Regions from separate parts of the Sus scrofa genome. Here all the other regions are linked to region 3. Evidence: chromatin contacts called from public HiChIP or PLAC-seq data. All regions are on one chromosome and are shown on one strand. The core of a region is the stretch at or near the end of the contact, and the rest is flanking DNA. Distances in the headings are between cores, read along the strand shown.

Region 1 (3,127 bases), core at 566-3,065, 180 kb before region 3:
GTCATGGCTCAGCGGTAATGAACCCCACTAGGATCCATGAGGATGGGGGTTTGATTCCTGGCCTTGCTCAGTGGGTTAAGGATCAGGCATTGCCCTGAGCTGTGGTGTAGGTCACAGATGCGGCTCGAATCTGGCATTGCTGTGGCTGTGGCATAGGCCGGCAGCTACAGCTCTGACTCGACCCCTAGCCTGGGAACCTCCATGTGCCATATAAAGGGCCCTAAAAAAGACAGAAGACCAAAAAATTTAAAAGAAGGTTATTAAGAGACGTGAGAGGACCTTCTCATTCCTCCTCTGTTCCATGCTGACTTCACACAGCCACACCGCATGACCGTCACAGCTCTATGTGGGTGACTTCGCTCTGACCACAGATGACCAGTAGGACTGGGCCAGATTGGTGGGAATTTGATCTCTAGACGTCGTTAACAAGGGAAGCAAGAAGTCTGAGCCATGCTGTACGAGACAGAAGATGAAAGGAAGAGAAATAGATGATGTCAAAAGTGGGGGGTGGGGGAGTCTGGCAAAGAGATTTGGTGTTATTCTCTCAATTATCTGTGTTTTTAAGAAATGCAAATCCTTTTCATCTCTTAGATGGTGCATTAGGGCAGAACATGTAGGCTTTTTACAGATATTGTTAAGAAATTTGAAATGAAGCAATAGTCTATCTAAAACTCCTAGTAAAGAAAGAATGTGGATAAATCCTAGGACTTTGTGGTAAAGACATGGATGGAAGGACACCCAAAAACGAAATGCTCATTTGGATTTATGAGCCAGGGAAACACCAAAGCCACAGAATTTTTTCTCACTAAACTACAGTGAAGCTCTTAAATATAAAAACCAACCACAGAAACATTCATGTGCTGTGGAAAGAATGGTAGGCTGAAGTGTGGTCCCTGAGGTTCTGGGTTTACATGAGATCTTGATGGTTTGTGCCTGAATGGAAGGGTTCTAGGGTGAGAAAACTTGTTAATACTGTAAGCACATTTTGTGCATCATAAAATTCTAGACACTCCACCAAGCCTGTAAAAACAGCTGCTCTAGGTGGTTTTCCACCCCTTTTCTGGAGAACCCAATTCCTTCTATAGAGACTCCTCTTCCAGGGAGTTCCCATTGTGGCTCAGCAGGTTACAAGCCCGACCAGTGTCCATGGGGATGTGGGTTCGATCCCTGGTAAGTTGAGGATCTGGCATTGCCACAAGCTGCGGCGTAAGTGGCAGACGCAGCTTGGATCCTGCATTGCTCTGACTGTGGTGTAGGCTGGCAGCTGCAGATCCAATTTGGCCCCTAGCCCGGGAACGTCCATGTGCCACGGGTGCAGCCCTAAAAAAAGCAAAAAAAAAAAAAAAATTAAAAATTAAAAAAAGACTCCTTTCCATAGTTTAGAGAGAGGCACAGGAACGTTTCCTGATCTTTAGGAGGGTCATAGTGTGAAATCAAAGTTGTAAAATGAACTGCTTTCCTTACCTTTCTACCTAATTTCTTTCTCCTGTGCTTTTAAAGACTAGGATTTCTCTTTCTGACCCCCGAGCTCATGTTTAACTCAGAAAGTATACTTTGCAGTACCCTGCATGTTCTCATTGGTGTGAGGGAAGGAGAGAAGAGCCCCTCTGAGCACCAGTTTGACATCGTTTTATTCCAACAGTCTTTGGAATCCAACACCCCTTCCCTTTTTGACTGTCTAAAATGCCCCTGCTAGCCAGATCCCTCTGCTAGCCCAGCGTTTGCACATTTCCTTGTTAATCAGCTGCGTAGGCTCGGAGACTGTGTGTTTTTGGTGTTGTTTGTGTGTGCAATCTCGTGCTGCTTCCTGAACGCATGTGTCCCTTCCCTTCACAGCCTACTCGACACCCAGCACCTCCCCCGCAAACCGATTCGTCAGTGTTGGACCACGGGATCCAAGCTTTGTAAATATCCCTCAACAGACACAGGTGGGCCGCTCTCATCTTTTCTGTATGTGGTGCAGCTTGTTTTATTCATCAGGTGCATTGTAACTTGTCTTGGGCACAACAGGCTGCTTTTCCCAGTCCCTGTTCGGTCCCCTTTCCTCCCCACCCTCACCCATCCCGGCCCTTCAGCCACAGAGCTCTCGGGAATCGTGGAAAACAGTGTCTGCAATTTTTGCTTCTCGTATTGAAGAGGAGGGCTTCTGTGCCAGAGCTCCTTTTGCTGTGGGAGGAAAACTTCCCCAGGGCTAGGTAGCGTGTGCTTCCCCCGCTTAAAAGTTCGTGTCTCTCTGCGTGCAAGCAGACAGAAGTAGGCCCCCAGCGAATCTGGCAAGTGCGCTCTGGTTGGGGTGACATCAGAGTGCGTGCCGGGAGTGGGGGGGACCAGCCACTCTTCTGTACTTGTTATAGGGCCACAGGAACCTGGCCGACTTTCTAAGAGGAAGAGAAAGGGTTCCTGAGCCCTGTTAAGTTGCTGGTGATGGTGCAGAAGGAGGTGTTCGTTAGCTGGCCCCCGAGGGATGGGAAGGGATGTCTGAGAAAGGATTGTCGTGTTTGGAGGTAGGCAACGGGGAAAGGAGTATGCCGGGACATCTCGAGTTTGCTTTTCCACGGATAGTTGTGTTTTGTGCTAGTATAGGCCAAGGAGAAAAAAACAATCTCTTTTAAAAGTTTAGAAATGGCTGCTGTTAAGTGAGAAATGGAGAAATGCTTGGAAGGCAAAGGTAGTAGACAGAGAGATACTTAGAGAGGTGTGAAGTAGAATTCGATGAAGTTCTGGAAGAAACGACTCCCTGATTTCCCAGTGAGAACATGATTGTGTATTGTCCTGATTGAAGTACAGAAAGTATTTTCTCTTTGAGGTTCTCAACACGGTGTTTGAAAAAATTCTCTGAGCTATTTTGTGCCTGTGCCTGGGTGTGTAATCTCCAGATGCCTAATTTATAACTATTCATCTTTGTTTGTAACACTATGAGCAGGTGCTTATGAAGGAGATAGATTTGCTTCCTTGGGTCCATTTGCTTTCTCCGTAAAGGGTTTTAGTTTATTGCTGTGTCGACAGCGTGGGTTAAACTGCATTGCATCTAAAGCCTTCCTTACACCAAAGCAGGGTCACGGAAAGTACAGCCTCAGAGGAGGCAGCTGGGAGGAGAGGGGAAGCAGAGAGGGGAGGGGGAAAGTTA
Region 2 (3,040 bases), core at 125-2,624, 150 kb before region 3:
CATCATAATGGAATTAGAAGCATCTTCAGCGGCAAACTGGTCACAAGAACATTCGATGAAATGGATGGATTCTTTAAAATATACATGTTTATCTGCCATCTCTCCAAATAGATGATTTAATCAAAGAGCCCTCATTCCAGAAAAAAAAAAATTTCCCTGTGTAGTTCCCCTAACTGGCTGACTTCCCGTTCTGGAAAGCCTTGGTCAAGTTGCTGGGTTAATTGTCCTGAAGATTAGTGGAAAGTCGAAATAAGGACTAATGGTCAAATTACAGGAGTGGAAAAGTTTAAGAATAGGTTTTGGTTTGGGCCTGAAAGGGTTAATTAAGTTTTTTTCACGGGTTATTAAAGACCCCCAACCCAGGCCTTCAGGAGTCATATTGACACCCCACCCCAGGGCAACTCGCTCCTCTACTGACATGTTGCTGGTCAGAGCACAATAGCCTTCTGTGTCTGCAAATCATTGCTAAAATCATCTCAAGGAAAAAAAAAAAAAAAGTTTGAAAGCTTTAACATTAGACAAAAGCCCAAGAGCTGCAGTGCGCAGCTCAAAAACCCGGAGTCAGCAACTTCTATTGATTAAAAACTAACCTTTAAAGTAACTCTGAGAGTGTGTGGTTAGCATTTAAATTTAAACATGTCATGAGTTGATTTGTGTTACTGAATACCAACTCAGAAGGAGTAACATTCACATCGCATTTTTTTTCTAATTCCCTTAAGCAGCTAAAGTATTTCATGAAATGTCAATAGGGCAAAAGAAAAGGGGGGGGGCGATGCTGGGCCTTATAGTTTTCTTTCCCATGCAAATATTCATCCCCCCCTCCAAAGAAAAGTGTGGAGAGTGAAACACAATAATTAGTCCTTTGTCTAACTTTCCCAAGTGCCCGAGAAAGACAGATTAATTAAATATACAACAGTGTTGGTTTTTGGAGTGGGGGTCTTGCTTGCTGTGTAGGTCATAAATTAGGCAGAATAAATACTTCAGTGTGTGTGCAGTGGGCCTCCTACGTCAGAGCCACTGGAAGGTTGGTGGGAGGAGAGCGGAGGGTTTCTTGCTAATGATAGTCACGTCTGGGTCTGTCTGGTTGCTCTTAGCAACCAGACATGATGTAACACCAGGATGAACTTGAACTTGGGGGACTTGAAAAGAGAACAATAGACCAGAGCAATCAATAAAGCCTATTTCAGTGAAGGATTACAGAGCTGCTCTGGGGTAACCTTGTCGGCAAGGCACACACTGAATAGTAAGATGTGTGAAGAAACTTTCTTCTCCCCCCTTCGCTTTGCTTTTTAAGAGAAGTGTAGAGGCACTGCAGATTTTTGTCGTGCACTGAGGTTGTGTCCAGAAACTGTGTTATGGGAAACTGCTCCCCCTGCTGACTCACTGCGTCCCAGGCGCTTGCTTCAAGACGGAAGGCAGTGCAGTGTCAGATTGGAGAAGTCTGGAGTTTCACAACTTACTGAGAAAGTGTGAGAACAAAAATTGTAAGCATTGTTGCTTGCACCCAAAGTTTGAGACAGTTTTGTTAAAGAGAGAACGCGGCCCTGCCTTTGCTGTCCCGGAGGCGCACGAGAAATACAGTTTGGAATCAGACTCCCTTTTCCTCTCTTTCCCCTCTTCTTTCTTTTGTCCGATTTAGGCAGCGTGTATTTGCCAAGATGATTTCCTCTCAGGACACAAGAGGCTTTATTGTGTTCCTCCAAGCACGTGGTCAAAGAATAACATCTAAAAGTATACAGGATGAGTAGTTTTTCGGGTGGTTTTTCCCCCCCCCCCAGGTCTTCTGGAAATCAAAGGTAGCTTGTGTGACCAGGAAATAGTATCCCACCCTCCATGTGGCTATCATTTTGCCATTTATCCTGGGATCAAATAAGTCGTTGCTTTACCTAATTGAATCTCTTGAACAGCAGATGAGCCTACATCTGACCGAATCAACCCAAATGTAACCCTTTCTGATACTGTCAGCTCAGAGAGGTCGGAAGCAGTCACTTTTGCGGGAGGTTGATGATTGTTTTCTACGAGTATTGATAATCGTGGTGAATTTGGTAGGGTATCTCTGGAGGAATGTTGGCAAAAGCCATACACTTTTTTACTTCACTTGAGAAGCTGACTCTGGTATTCGACCATAATTTGTCACATAATCGGTCCCTTTGTTTAGCTAACAGAGAAAAAAGTGCTGGCATATAAAGTGATGTATCACCAGATTATTGCCCAAAGCTAATTACCTAAGGATTTATGAAAGGGAAGGTAACTGGTAACTGGGCCCAGCAGGTATATGGACGGCTCTAAATAAATGTCAAATGAACAAAAGCATGAACGAGAGCTAGTGCAGGTGCCCTCAATTTTTTTTCCTTTGGAAATCACAGTAGCTAATCAGGTGACATCTTGATACCACTATTATATGTCATTTTTTGAAAACATTATGTTAGAAATATTTAGCTGAGAGGAGCATTTTACATCATAAAATCTACCTCTTGCACAACTAAGGAGGTTGAGCGTAAGAGAGATGCTGTGACTTGTCCGAAATCGCCCAGGTTTCTTGGTTCAGCACTTTTTCTACTTTAGCCCCACTTGCTCTTATATCACTCTTGGTCATCTATGCCTGTTGAGAGAATGCTGTAATACCCTCTCATAGAAAAGATGTTGTGAAATTCATCAGAGAATACATTAATCACAACCCCAAGTCTCTCCCCTCACCCATTCTCTACTCATTCACCTCTTCTTTGTTGAGCTTCTATTCCAGGCACTGTGCTAGGCACCGAGGGGTCCGTCAAAAAGCAGATGATCAAGGAGTTCCCACTGTGGCTCAGTGGAAATAAACCCAACTAGTATCCATGAGGATGTGGGTTCCGATCCCTGGCCTTGCTCATTGGGTTAAGGATCCAGCATTCTTGTGAGCTTTGGTGTAGGTCACAGACGCGGCTTGGTTCTGGTATTGCTGTGGCTATGGCTGCAGCTCCGATTTGACCCCTAACCTGGGAACTTCCACATGCCTTAGATGCGGCCCTAAAAAAAAAGAGAAAAAAAAAAAAAAAAAAAG
Region 3 (3,108 bases), core at 169-2,668:
ACAGGGTGTCTGATCCTGTGTCAGAAAGCCATGCTTCCATTCAAAGTCTGGCCATCACTACCCATCTAGTCCAAGCGTTCTGCTCTCCTTTGACCAAGTAGAGAACTCTCATTTGCATGGGCCCCAACCCACAACATCCCCATACTGTGACTGTTGCCTGGAGATGGCTCACATTTATCTGTTGAGATGAGTGGTCCTCTTTCTCACAACCCAGCTAAGGCCACTGGACCCAGTTTTCCAAGGTGCCTAGAAAGATGAGGCTGTGGCCCAAGGTAATGCTTATGTGGGCTGGAGGATACAGAGAATAGAATGGCTGCGACCTCTAGACTCTGTCTGGCTACTGGTACAGCCCCTCCTAAACAACAAACAGACTTAGTGAGTGACCACGCCACCAAAAAAGTGTGTGTGGGGGGGGGGGAAAAAAGCGTGTTTGTGTGTGTGTGTGTGAGCGAGAGAGAGATCTTTAAATTTTAATAGCTATTCAGACAGTCCTTAGAGAGAGAATTGGCAGCTTTGGCCTAGAGGCTGCCCCCCACCTGTCTCCAGGCACTGCAAACACAGCTGTGTAAGAAGGAGACAGTCAAAGCTTCCAAGGAGGAAAAAAAACACAACACCACGGTGCAGTGTGGGGTGGGGGGGTAGGGGGTGCAAACAATGGGAGGGCCTTTCTCACAAACCCACTTGGGACAGAGCCGGTCTAGCAACTGCAGAAATTAGCAAGGAGGACGCGGGCAGGTTTACAAACAAAAACAAAAACCACCCCTCCAGCCTAAAGTAAAATCCTTCAAGACCCAACTCAAGGGCCACTTTAAACCCATTTTTAAAGGAGGAGACGGAGCGCACAGCTCAAGCTGAGGGGGGAACAAGGTAGCCTGCTTTTCTGGCAGGGTTCGCCTTCAGGTGTTGTCCTCGCATCGAGGTGAAATGCAAAGACGATTGATGCTCTGTCAGAGAACTCAGAGCGCCTTACGCGAAACGCAGGACGCCCTGGGAAGGTGCCTAGAAACTTCTTTATCTGGCTTTTTTTCCAGACTGAAAAGCGCAGGCATTTTTCAAGTTCAACTCTTTAGAAAAGTCAGGAGAAGCAAGATTTCAACAGATGTTAGCGGTTCTGCAGTGGTCAGGGGGGGCTGCCCCTCCGTGAAAAAAAAAGGGGGGAAATGAGAAGAGGGAGGGAAACAGGTCGTCGTAGAAGAAAACCCAAGCAAGGCGGTATTTTCGGTATCATTTTAATCACAAAATAGCACGAATGCGGTCTGTGCCTGCGTGCTACCCAAACGTCGATCTGAATACCACTGAACGCTGGTTTGAAAATTTCCATTTTTGTAATTTGCTTTCCTTTGTTAAGCCAAGACTTGAGAGGAACCTGGCAGCCGTCTCCTAGTCTGGCACGATTTCCCCTCCGACGCACTGGGTTGGTGGGGACGTGGAGGGAGGCCTCCCGAGAGAGGAGAGGGAAGGCGGGTTGAGAAGCGTCGGCGGGGCCGCAGCCTCTCAGCCAGGGGGTTTGGCTCCACCTACAGGAAGCAGAAGGTACTTCAAGCCGATCCCTCTTCTGCCGCGGAAACCGGGTGGGATGGGGGTGGGGTTGGGGGACAACTGCTGGTGAATTTCCCGGCCAATCAGAATGCGGCGTGTAAGGAGCTGGCGGTCAGGACTCGGCAGGTAGAGATCTGCATCACCAGATCCAGAGCAGCATATCGGATGCAGCGCCGGGATTCGTATTTGGAGGAGAAAAGACTTCAGGCCTCCTCTTATAACCTACGAATTGATTTCACTAGTTAAATATAAGCCCTATTTGGGCTATTTCTGATCCCAGTTCAGGGCCAGCACAGAGTCACTGTGCCCAACTGCTGGATGAATGAACAAACAAATGAATCCAACACACAGGATAATACACTCAATTAAGCAAGAGACCTAATGTGATAAAAACAAATGCGCCCCCCACCCCCCACCCAGGAATAAATGTGAGTAATCAGACATTTTGTTAAGGGCTAGTAATTGCTACAAAAATCCTGCACCATCTTAGACTAGTCCAGTGGTCCATTTGCAATGTGGGTAGCACTAATTAAGAACCACTCATCTGGAGTTCCCCTTGTGGCTCATCAGGTTAAGAAGTCCATTAGTATCCATGAGGAGGCGGGTTTGATCCCTGGCCTCACTCAGTAGGTTAAGGATCCCACCTTGCCATAAAGCTGTGGTGTATAGGCTGGGAGCTTCCATATGCCAGAAGTGCAGCCCTACAAAAACCCAAAAAAAACCAAACAAAAACACTCATTACATCTGATGCCCTTAATTTGCGGATGAGTAAGCTGAGGCTTGGCGAGGTTCCCCTCCTCAATCCTCCTCCCCCCGCAACTCCCCTCCCGCCCCAACAAGTTTGTTGGTGGTAGTACTGCTTTGGGGCTAAATTTTCGTGACCTTCTCTCTGACGTTTGTTTACAAAAGCCAGAGAATTGTTCTGCGGGACTGCGGCTTGACCAGCACAGATACGCTTAGCTGATTGGCTCTCTCTGGCGGAAGCTGACTACCCCACCTACCTGTGGTCCCGTCCCTGAGTTTCAGTCCCAGCCCCTGCTAGGGGCTAAGGCAGCTGCTCCTGCTGCTTTACTCCAAAAATCAAATGCCGCCTGGGGTTGGTGCCAACCGGTTGCTAAACTTATGGATTCATTTTATTTAAGCCTAAAAGGCAGTCTTTGAACTTGTGGGTTTGTAGGCTACAAACAAGCAGGTGCTATGTTTTAGCAACACAGGTCTTATATCTAGCACATCTACTTATCAGAAGTGTTAATAAGAAGTTATTGAATGTCCCAGTGATTGTTACAGATGAGGATATTTACCAACTGAAAAAGAATTTTTGCTGTAGGCAGTTAGCACTCAGTTTCCAACTTAAAAATGTGAAGATTCTTCCTGTAAAGAGACTGCATTTGCGTTGTTTCACATAAATGATGATGCAGTGAAAGTTAGAGATCAGAAGATCTAGATTCTAACCACAACCCATTATAAAATGGAAATAAGACTGTCATGACCTCTGAAAGGATTAGACATGAATCATTATTACAACAATAATCACAATATTAATAATAGCTTTGAACTGTTATTAAGTGC

The links. HiChIP or PLAC-seq counts read pairs in DNA pulled down with a chosen protein or histone mark.
Region 1: a contact with region 3 is called in an H3K27ac HiChIP or PLAC-seq map of skeletal muscle. The contact joins two enhancer-like sites. A contact is called at or near these places in 1 of 47 Hi-C or Micro-C datasets (liver) and 1 of 2 datasets of contacts at active chromatin or transcription factors (skeletal muscle).
Region 2: a contact with region 3 is called in an H3K27ac HiChIP or PLAC-seq map of skeletal muscle, with 5 times the contacts expected there. The contact joins two enhancer-like sites. A contact is called at or near these places in 11 of 47 Hi-C or Micro-C datasets (alveolar macrophages, brain, embryonic fibroblasts and 8 more) and 1 of 2 datasets of contacts at active chromatin or transcription factors (skeletal muscle).

What each region holds. Positions count from the first base shown.
Region 1 is chr6:150,866,964-150,870,090 of Sscrofa11.1, reverse strand. It overlaps NFIA (nuclear factor 1 A-type), which reads left to right. Exons shown (of 11, transcript XM_021097780.1): 10 at 1,837-1,928. Among named protein-coding and RNA genes, the nearest start is that of TM2D1, 250 kb to the right of the region's middle. Within about 2 kb of position 1,815, at least 21 of the 83 cell types and tissues checked have an H3K27ac peak or open chromatin away from gene starts, as enhancers often do. A contact at or near this core is called in liver and skeletal muscle, where this site is marked.
Region 2 is chr6:150,836,880-150,839,919 of Sscrofa11.1, reverse strand. All of the region lies in intron 10 of NFIA (nuclear factor 1 A-type), which reads left to right. Among named protein-coding and RNA genes, the nearest start is that of TM2D1, 220 kb to the right of the region's middle. Within about 2 kb of position 1,374, at least 48 of the 83 cell types and tissues checked have an H3K27ac peak or open chromatin away from gene starts, as enhancers often do. A contact at or near this core is called in brain, embryonic fibroblasts, fetal skeletal muscle and 4 more, where this site is marked.
Region 3 is chr6:150,687,506-150,690,613 of Sscrofa11.1, reverse strand. No RefSeq gene overlaps it. Among named protein-coding and RNA genes, the nearest start is that of TM2D1, 74 kb to the right of the region's middle. Within about 2 kb of position 1,418, at least 38 of the 83 cell types and tissues checked have an H3K27ac peak or open chromatin away from gene starts, as enhancers often do. A contact at or near this core is called in brain, embryonic fibroblasts, fetal skeletal muscle and 5 more, where this site is marked.